Regions from separate parts of the Mus musculus genome. Here all the other regions are linked to region 1. Evidence: chromatin contacts called from public HiCAR-type and HiChIP or PLAC-seq data. All regions are on one chromosome and are shown on one strand. Each heading gives the region's core, a stretch centred on a gene start, on an enhancer-like site or on the middle of the called end of the contact. The rest is flanking DNA. Distances are from core to core; before and after follow the strand shown. Region 1 has its middle 7.6 kb from the start of Gm38926. Region 2 holds the start of Ints13 (integrator complex subunit 13). Region 3 overlaps Itpr2 (inositol 1,4,5-triphosphate receptor 2).

The links. HiCAR-type assays count read pairs that join an accessible place to other places. HiChIP or PLAC-seq counts read pairs in DNA pulled down with a chosen protein or histone mark.
Region 2: a HiCAR-type map of astrocytes shows a contact between it and region 1, with 5 times the contacts expected there. The contact joins the promoter of Ints13 here to the enhancer-like site in region 1. A contact is called at or near these places in 1 of 39 promoter capture datasets (neural stem cells), 4 of 484 Hi-C or Micro-C datasets (B cells, embryonic stem cells, nephron progenitors and 1 more), 1 of 115 datasets of contacts at active chromatin or transcription factors (astrocytes) and 2 of 9 other capture datasets (adipose tissue and liver).
Region 3: an H3K27ac HiChIP or PLAC-seq map of stem cell-derived neural progenitor cells shows a contact between it and region 1, with 10 times the contacts expected there. The contact joins two enhancer-like sites. A contact is called at or near these places in 4 of 115 datasets of contacts at active chromatin or transcription factors (embryonic forebrain, forebrain, large pre-B cells and 1 more).

What each region holds. Positions count from the first base shown.
Region 1 is chr6:145,339,587-145,342,121 of GRCm38.p6, reverse strand. No RefSeq gene overlaps it. Among named protein-coding and RNA genes, the nearest start is that of Gm38926, 7.6 kb to the left of the region's middle. Within about 2 kb of position 1,266, at least 422 of the 459 cell types and tissues checked have an H3K27ac peak or open chromatin away from gene starts, as enhancers often do. A contact at or near this core is called in B cells, adipose tissue, astrocytes and 4 more, where this site is marked.
Region 2 is chr6:146,576,560-146,579,094 of GRCm38.p6, reverse strand. It overlaps Ints13 (integrator complex subunit 13), which reads left to right and starts at 1,260. Exons shown (of 18, transcript NM_138757.2): 1 at 1,260-1,794. Fgfr1op2 (FGFR1 oncogene partner 2) reads right to left here and starts at 1,184. Exons shown (of 7, transcript NM_026218.2): 1 at 887-1,184.
Region 3 is chr6:146,396,694-146,399,228 of GRCm38.p6, reverse strand. It overlaps Itpr2 (inositol 1,4,5-triphosphate receptor 2), which reads left to right. Exons shown (of 57, transcript NM_019923.4): 11 at 2,165-2,316. Among named protein-coding and RNA genes, the nearest start is that of Itpr2, 100 kb to the left of the region's middle. Within about 2 kb of position 1,273, at least 35 of the 459 cell types and tissues checked have an H3K27ac peak or open chromatin away from gene starts, as enhancers often do.

The DNA of each region.
Region 1 (2,535 bases), core at 17-2,516:
CATCTGTGATTTCACCTAACAGCATCCTGAAGCTCTGGCAGCTCGCCCTGAGAGTCCTGATACCAGCCTGCCCCATCTTTGTCTATGGGTATCTGTGATGGTGAAGCATTTGCCAGCAGAGGGAGCTCTTTTGCTAGAATCCAAAGCGCTTACTTGTCTCTCTGTCTCTGTCTCTCTCTCTTAGGAAAAAAAAAAAAAAACTGCAAACTACGAAGCAGTCCGCTTTGAGGCATTGTCTTCACTGTTACATGAAGTCGCTGAATGAGCTCTGGGTTATTTAGGACTACACAGATGTCACGGGAGAACGTCGATTAATATAATTTAGTAAGATGTTTGTGGCTTGTGCTTTTTGTCTGACTACTTCGCACAACCTGACAGACCCTCCTGGATGTGCCGCGCCTGCTTTCAGGACCTGGCTTTTTAACCCCCGGCTGGAGGGAGACACTGTTTTTTGCTTTTTAAATTCGGCTTGGGTGTTTGTTTGCAAATAGGATCTCACTACGTGGCTTTCAATCCTCCTGCCTCAGCTCCACCGCACCCGGATGCAGTTTAAATTTGGTTCTAAACCGGGAGACATCGTAAGTCCTGCATCTCCGAGCCCTGCTGGCTTTCTTCTCCAGCTCGCTGCGTCTTACAGCGACCACAGCACGCAGTCTGTTTTGAGCATCGGAGTGGCCAGTCATCTCACAGAACCGTGGCGGGTCAGCTCTCACGTGGTTTAAATTTAGCCGCTAGGAGCCACCCGCAGCATCTGCTCCCGGGTCTCCTTGAAAACTTTTCGTAGAAAGCAAAAAGATCCAGTGTCAATCGGCGGGCAGAGCTGATGTTCCCTGAAGGCGAAGGACGTCCTACTGGACCACCACCTGCCCCATTTTATTTCATTAAAAATATATGCATGTGTATATATGTGTATGTATGTATATGTATATATATGTGTGTGTGTATACACACACACATACATATGTGTATGTGTGTATATATATTCATATATATGTATATATGTATAGTTTTCTCTCCACATTTTTACATAGCCCAGGCCAGCCTGGAACTCAAGGCAATCCTCCTGTCTCAGCCTCTGCGAGGCAGGGATGACGGACACATGCCAACCCACCCCGCCCTACTTCAGACCTGGCGGTCGGCAGGTCCGGCGACTCCGCCCACTGTCTTGCCGGGGAGGGGCAGGCGCGCTCCCGTCCAGGTCGCGGCACGGTTGTGTCAGCCCCTATGCAAATGAGATACCCAGAGCGGCCAATCGGAAGCCGGCGGGGCGGTGACGTGCTCTCAGAGCCCGGTGGTATTTATAGCTCGTATTTAAAGAGCCCTGGGGAGTCTCCCGCTCGCTGGGCGGCGGCGCGGAGCTGCGCGGTGGCGGGTGTCGAGGGGGGGAGGGGGCTGGGCCCGGACGGAGAGTGCAGAGTGCAATGGTCTCGCCCCGCTCCTAATGGTCCTTGCCTGGGCTCCTGGACAGAGGGAGAGCTCTGTCACTTGAACAATTAATGTTTCTTCCTTTCCCTTTTCTTCCTTCCTTCCTTTCTCTTTTTTTTAGCTCTTTGGACAGAATCTAACTCTAACCTAAGCTGAACTGTAGACCACTGTATAACACAAGCTGGTCTGTCCACGAACTCTCAGCGAAACTCCTGCCTCAAGTCTGAGTTTGCAGACCGATGTTGCAGTCGTGCACCATCGCGCCCAGCTTGACTATACATACGAATTTACACATATATATGTATATTATATACTTTAAATCATTTTTTAAGCTAGGGATTTGGACTCTCAAGCAAGAGCAGAAGATTCACTCCGACCCCACCCCAAGCCTCAGTCGGAGTCACCACCAGTAGTGGGGTTTCCTGGTACTTGCTGCTTGGAAGCCGTCTTCCTGGAGGGGGGGGGAGGGGAAGACAATACGAGCTGGAAAGCCAAGAGTCGTGGGATTAGGGGGCGGGGCAGTTGGCTAGGTGACAGTGTGATCATGGAAAATAAGATGCAAGATAGTGGCGGTGATCATCCCGTTTCAGTCGACTGATCGCCAGACTCTGCAGTGCGAAAGCAGGAAGCGCATGACATCAGAGGACGGAGGAGCCCTGAATAGGACCCGGTGTCTGCAAAGCTGGCTGGCTTCCTCTCTCCTCCTCCCCTATACCTCTATCTTATAGCAGAATTTGGTCTTGACGGTGAGCTCAGGCACTGGGTGCTGCCCTAGGGAGACACTGACCAAGTTTAGTATGCCTGGGTGCCTGTTCACCTGAGTGTATAATGACACAGACCTCAGATTCGTTTAAGGACAATCAGGCTGTTAGATGGGTTTGTAGAAAGGAGCTAACCTAAAGTGCTATGATTACCACCCTAACCTAACGAACAGATGGCGAATGGGGAGACCCTCACTAGTATGCAGGACACAAAGGCTTCTCAGCTACCTCCACAAATACAGTTCTCAGTAAGCCAAGATTGGGTTGTTACCCACCAAAGGGTCTGGGGTGTGCCTGGTCCCTTCTTGTTTTTTTGTTTGTTTGACTGTCTGTCTGTTTGGTTTTTGTT
Region 2 (2,535 bases), core at 11-2,510, 1.2 Mb before region 1:
ACTGTCAATGTCACCGGAGGGAGTCTAAAAAGAATCATCTATGAATTGGGTTTTGATAGATGATAAGACAGAAGGAAAAGCAAGCATTCTAGCAGACTATATGGACTCACATGGCACAGTGTTTGGAAAGGAATTAGGGGTGGCAATAAGATGACACTGAAAAGGTAAAATATGATGAGATAGGATGGTAAAAAACCCTGATGAATCGATATGCTTAAATTAGAACTTGAAAAAGTTTCAGGCGAATACATGTCACAGTAAGTATGGAAGGCTGAGGCGGGGACACCGGTTTGGGGTGGAGGAAGGGCAACTGTAACAGTCACAGTGAAAGAAGCAAAAAAACCTGGTGCAGTGTGAGTGGAATACAGAACGTAGGCAGTTCTGAGGTCCGTGTTCTGGAAAGGAGGACGGGAAGAAAAGAGAGTCCTCACTCTTGAGGAGCAGACACAGATGCTGGTAGCAATATAAAAAGCATGTGTCTTTCAAAGAAAACCTTAGAATGGGATAAAGAAAGAATGCGTGCAGACCACACACACCAATAAGCATCCTGTCCACACACATCACTCTGAAAGCAGAGAACTGCACTGTTCTTGAAAATGGTGGAATGCACACACTTGGAGCTTCTGAAACATTTGTCTGGAGAAAACCAGTTTTTCAACTTGAAACCGAATTTGGAAGGCCGCTGAGGGACTCAAACGATCCCAGCAGCTCCCTCAGGACCGTGGCTAAGTCCCAGGCGCAAACGCGGTCAAGTGTGCTGAGGTAAACTCAACAGTGACAAGTCCCTCAGGCCACCGCCCACGGAGCTCCCGAGTGGCAGGAAGGGGAACCCGGAAGGGGTGTCCCGCGGCGTGCAGGCCCAGGGTTTTCAGGGAACTTTCCGTACCTCAGTTCCCGGCAGGACCTCAGGGAGAGCACGGAGAGAGGAAGCCCGGCTCAGAGGCTCGCCCACGCGTGTAGTTATTCCACTGCGCTTCAGTCCCCCTGGGGCGACGACCACCCGCGAGGTGGAGTGCCCACGGAGTGGTCTCCGCGCCCTCGCTGCGCCTGCTCAGCGAGCGGACGCACAGTCCTGCTCACACAGCGGCGGGACGTACGGGAAACCCACTCGTCTCGGCCCCATCCCGGGCGGACCAGAACCTCCGCGACCCGCAGCCGCTGAGCGACAAGCCTCGCGAGACTTCCCTCTGCTGGTTCCCGAAGGCCCCACCCCCGGTAAACGGCTGGCCGTTGATTGGAGAACGGGGAGGGGGCGGGGCTTCTCTCCTCGCCCCCCTCTCAAGGTTTTGCTCTGCCGCTCGCACACTCTCGCGTGTTTTCCGAGGGGCTACCGGCCCGGACTGGAGGCGGAGAGGGGAGGTTGGGTGGGTAGGCTCTGCCTGTCCAGAGCCGAGGCTGGCTTGTCCCGGCCGTGGCTTAGTACTTTGTGGGGGGATCTCTCGGGTCGTCCTGACCGTTCTTCCCTACGGTTGATTGGGAACAAATGTTAAAGGCTTTTTTTTTCCCCTCACTTGCTCCGCCCTCTTCCGGTTCGGCCTCTGGTGGCTTCTAAGGAGAAGGGAAGATGGCGGGGCTGTGCGAGAGCGCCGTGCGCACGCGCGAGTCCGAGTGCGCTCTTGTGCTTGCACGCGCATGCGCGCGCCCCTGCGTTTAAGCAGCCGGAGTGTTGGGAGATGAGCCGGGCAGTCAGTCTTCTGCGGGTTGTACCAGACCGACTGTGCGCCGACTCCCCACCCACCCTCGTCCGCCTTCTCTCTCAGCCTCCGTTCATTCACTGCAGGACCAGGCACGAAAGTAAGCGAACCTCGATGCCGAGGTCTTCCCCATCCACTCACCTCGTTCGCCGCCCCCCACCCCCCTTGCAGTCAGGTGTGTGCAGAAGGTTTGCAGACAGGGACTTTGGCGGGGAGGGGCGGTGCGTTCCAGAGCAGCAGGAGGTAATAGCGGGACCCTAAGGTGGTTTGTTACCTTGAACACTTGCTGTTTCCCAGGTGCTTTAGAATGTAGGTTTAAAAAAAAAATTTTTTTTTTTTTGGTCTGTAAAATTTTAGGAGCGAAGCAGGGCAGTGCACCACATGTTCTGTGTTTATAAGAAAAAGTTTTAGAAGTGTTTTCTCTTCGCCAGCATGGGATAGCATCTGCTTGTTGTGGTCTACGTGGTGAATTACTGTAGTGTATTGCAAGTGGAGGGAGAGGATGAGTTTGAAGCCATAGAAAGACGCAATATGCAGTTACCGTAGGAGATGTGTGTCTATTTTGGGTTGTACTTTTGCTGTCAGTCTTTTCCTGTTGATTTCCCTTAGCCCCTAACAAGGATCACCATAAATACATTTGAGGAATTAGATCTGTGATTTGTAGGCATAAGAATCAAATACAATGTGCACAGATGTTTTCTTCTATTTTAAGTGCTTTGTAAAAGAAAAAAAGAAGTATGAACTAACTTCATTTGGTAGATAGACTGCATGGTATGATGTGGCATATTCTTTGAACTGGCACCATTACTTTGGCCTTTTTTGCACAAAATTCTCAGAACTT
Region 3 (2,535 bases), core at 24-2,523, 1.1 Mb before region 1:
TGGGTTATACTAAGTGGAGGAGAGCTCAGTCAGCAAACTGTGACACAATGCATTCCTTTTAGTGATACAGTACTTTTCCAAGAACACTGCAACTTCTTTTCTACACCAGACTGTTGCAATCTGGCTCTCCTTTTGTGTAACTCAGAAAAGCTGGTCTCCCTGAGCTCAGTAGTATTTTGATTATAGCATCTCCTGTCTACATAAGCCCCTTATGGCCTACTGTCCTTTGAATGTCCTGCCTGTGTTGGAAACTTGATCGTCAATGTCACAGTGGGGTGGGGCTCTCTGGGAGAAGTGGGCATGAGGAGTCAGTGATGGAGAGACCTCACTCCCGGATTCCTGGGCTAGTGTGTTAGCGTGGCTTGTTGCAGAACCAGGCTGGGGCTTGGTGGTTCTGGCTCATGGGGTGGTAGTCTCCATGTCACAATGTAGCACCAAGGCCCTCAGAGCTGACACCTCCGTGTGCTTAGCCCCCTGCTTCCAGAATCGAGACCTAAGAAATTACCAGGTCTGTGGGGCTCGGTTGCAACAGCAGCAAGTGGACTGAGATATTGCTGGATCTCACTGCCTAGTGTCCAGGAAGATCGTTTAGGAGCTGGCTTTTCAGCTCTGTGCTCTTACATTCTTGGTCACCTCCTCTAAAGGAACAGTGCTCGACGTATCTGTGATTCTCTTGGTGTCAATAGACTTGTAGAATCCACAAGCTCTGCTAACAGCTTGTTGCCCCAGCTTGAGTATGCTCGATTCTCTGAAAGTTTTTATGTCCCTAAGGATGTAACTGAAAACAAACTTCCTATCCCTGCCCCACACTCCTTTCCCTTGAGACAGGGTTTCTCTGTAAAACTCTTCTGTTCTGGAATTCATTTTGGAGGAGAGGCTACCAGGTTGGCCTAGAACTCACAGAGATCCCCCTGCTTCTGCGTCTCAAGTATTGGGACCCCCCCCCCCCACTCTGACTTAGTCTCCTTCTGCCACCTTCTTCACCATAATCAGTGCTGTCTTTAACATCAGAGCTTATGGCAGCCTCTGTCTTTGAGAGGGAACTCCAGTTGGGAGCGGCTGCTCATGGTCTTAACTCCAGATTTGGCAGGCTGAAGCAGGAAGGCTGCTGTGAGTCTGAGGCCAGCCTGGGCTGCTTAGGGAGACCCTGTCTAAAAAGAAGGAAGGAAGGAGAAAGGGAGGGAAGTGTTTTATGTTGCACAAGTTCTTCCTTTGGTTCTTTACAAGAGGGTCACGTGCCCCTCCATCCCCTGCCCCCCCCCCCAACCTTCCTGCCTCTGTTACTGGCAGTCAGTGCTGTGGTTTCACAGTCTGGAGCCTCCAGAGAAAGCTGCTGCTCTGCCATTCACAGTTGACTGAAACTGCACGTTCTTTTTGTGGGCCAATGAATCTACATCCTTTAACTCACTTTCTTCCTCCCTTCCTCCTTTCCTTCCTTCCTATTGTCTGTAGTTTGTCCATCCGTCCGTCTGTCTGTCTGCCTTTGGCTTTTCCATGAATGGCTTTTTGACTAGTCTTCAGCCAGCCTGGGGTGCAGGTCTCTTTGTGAGGTGGGGATTGCATTTGTGCACTTGAACGTGACCCTGCATCTTTCTCACATCATCATGCCCACAGGAAGAATCCCCAGGCCATGTGTTTTCACAATACTTTACATCCCACCCACAGGATACAAGGGTTCCCTTGCTCTGACCTTTGGCCATTTATCTCTGGACTTAGGTCATCATGTCCCTAGCCTGGGAGGCTGTCTGCTTTGCTGTGGTTTTGATTTACCTCCCCCCCCCCACACACACATAACTGAGCATGTTTTCCTATAGTCACTGGTCATTTGTATGTCTTCTTGAGTCCGTGGCATTTAGAGAGTTCTGGTGACTTAAATGTGGAGGATCAAATCCTTATGTTGTAAATTGGTATACAGCCACCAGAGAAGGAGCCATAACTGCTGTGCCCAAGGGCATGCTCAGATTAGACTACCCCTCCCGGGAACATAGGCTGTACAACTGCCCATAATCATTACAAAGGCTGTGAGCCCTGGTCTTCTGAAGGGTGATTCAGGATAGACACTCCTGTAACCCAGTGAAGGAACGGTGAGCAAGCTCACACCTTATGTCCCTATTAGCTGGAGCAGTTAACACTAAATGTGAATAACCTTGGACCTCTTCCACAGAAAGACGGGGAGATTCCAACACCAAAGAAAAAACGCCAGGCAGGGGAGAAGATCATGTACACCCTGGTTTCAGTCCCACACGGAAATGACATCGCGTCCCTTTTTGAACTTGATGCCACAACTCTGCAGAGAGCCGACTGCCTGGTTCCGAGGTAAAAAGAAATACAAAATAAAAAAATAAATAAACAAATGAGTAAAAAGTTAGGCTGAGCAGATGTTTCTTTGAATAGTTTCCCCAACAAGTAAGGAATGAAAAGTGTAATATTGATACAAGTTTCACAGTAGAAGAGACCATGAGTGAAGGAAATGCTCGAAAAATGTTCTGAGTCTAAGGTGAACATGCTAACGTAGCTTATTTTATTCATATAAAT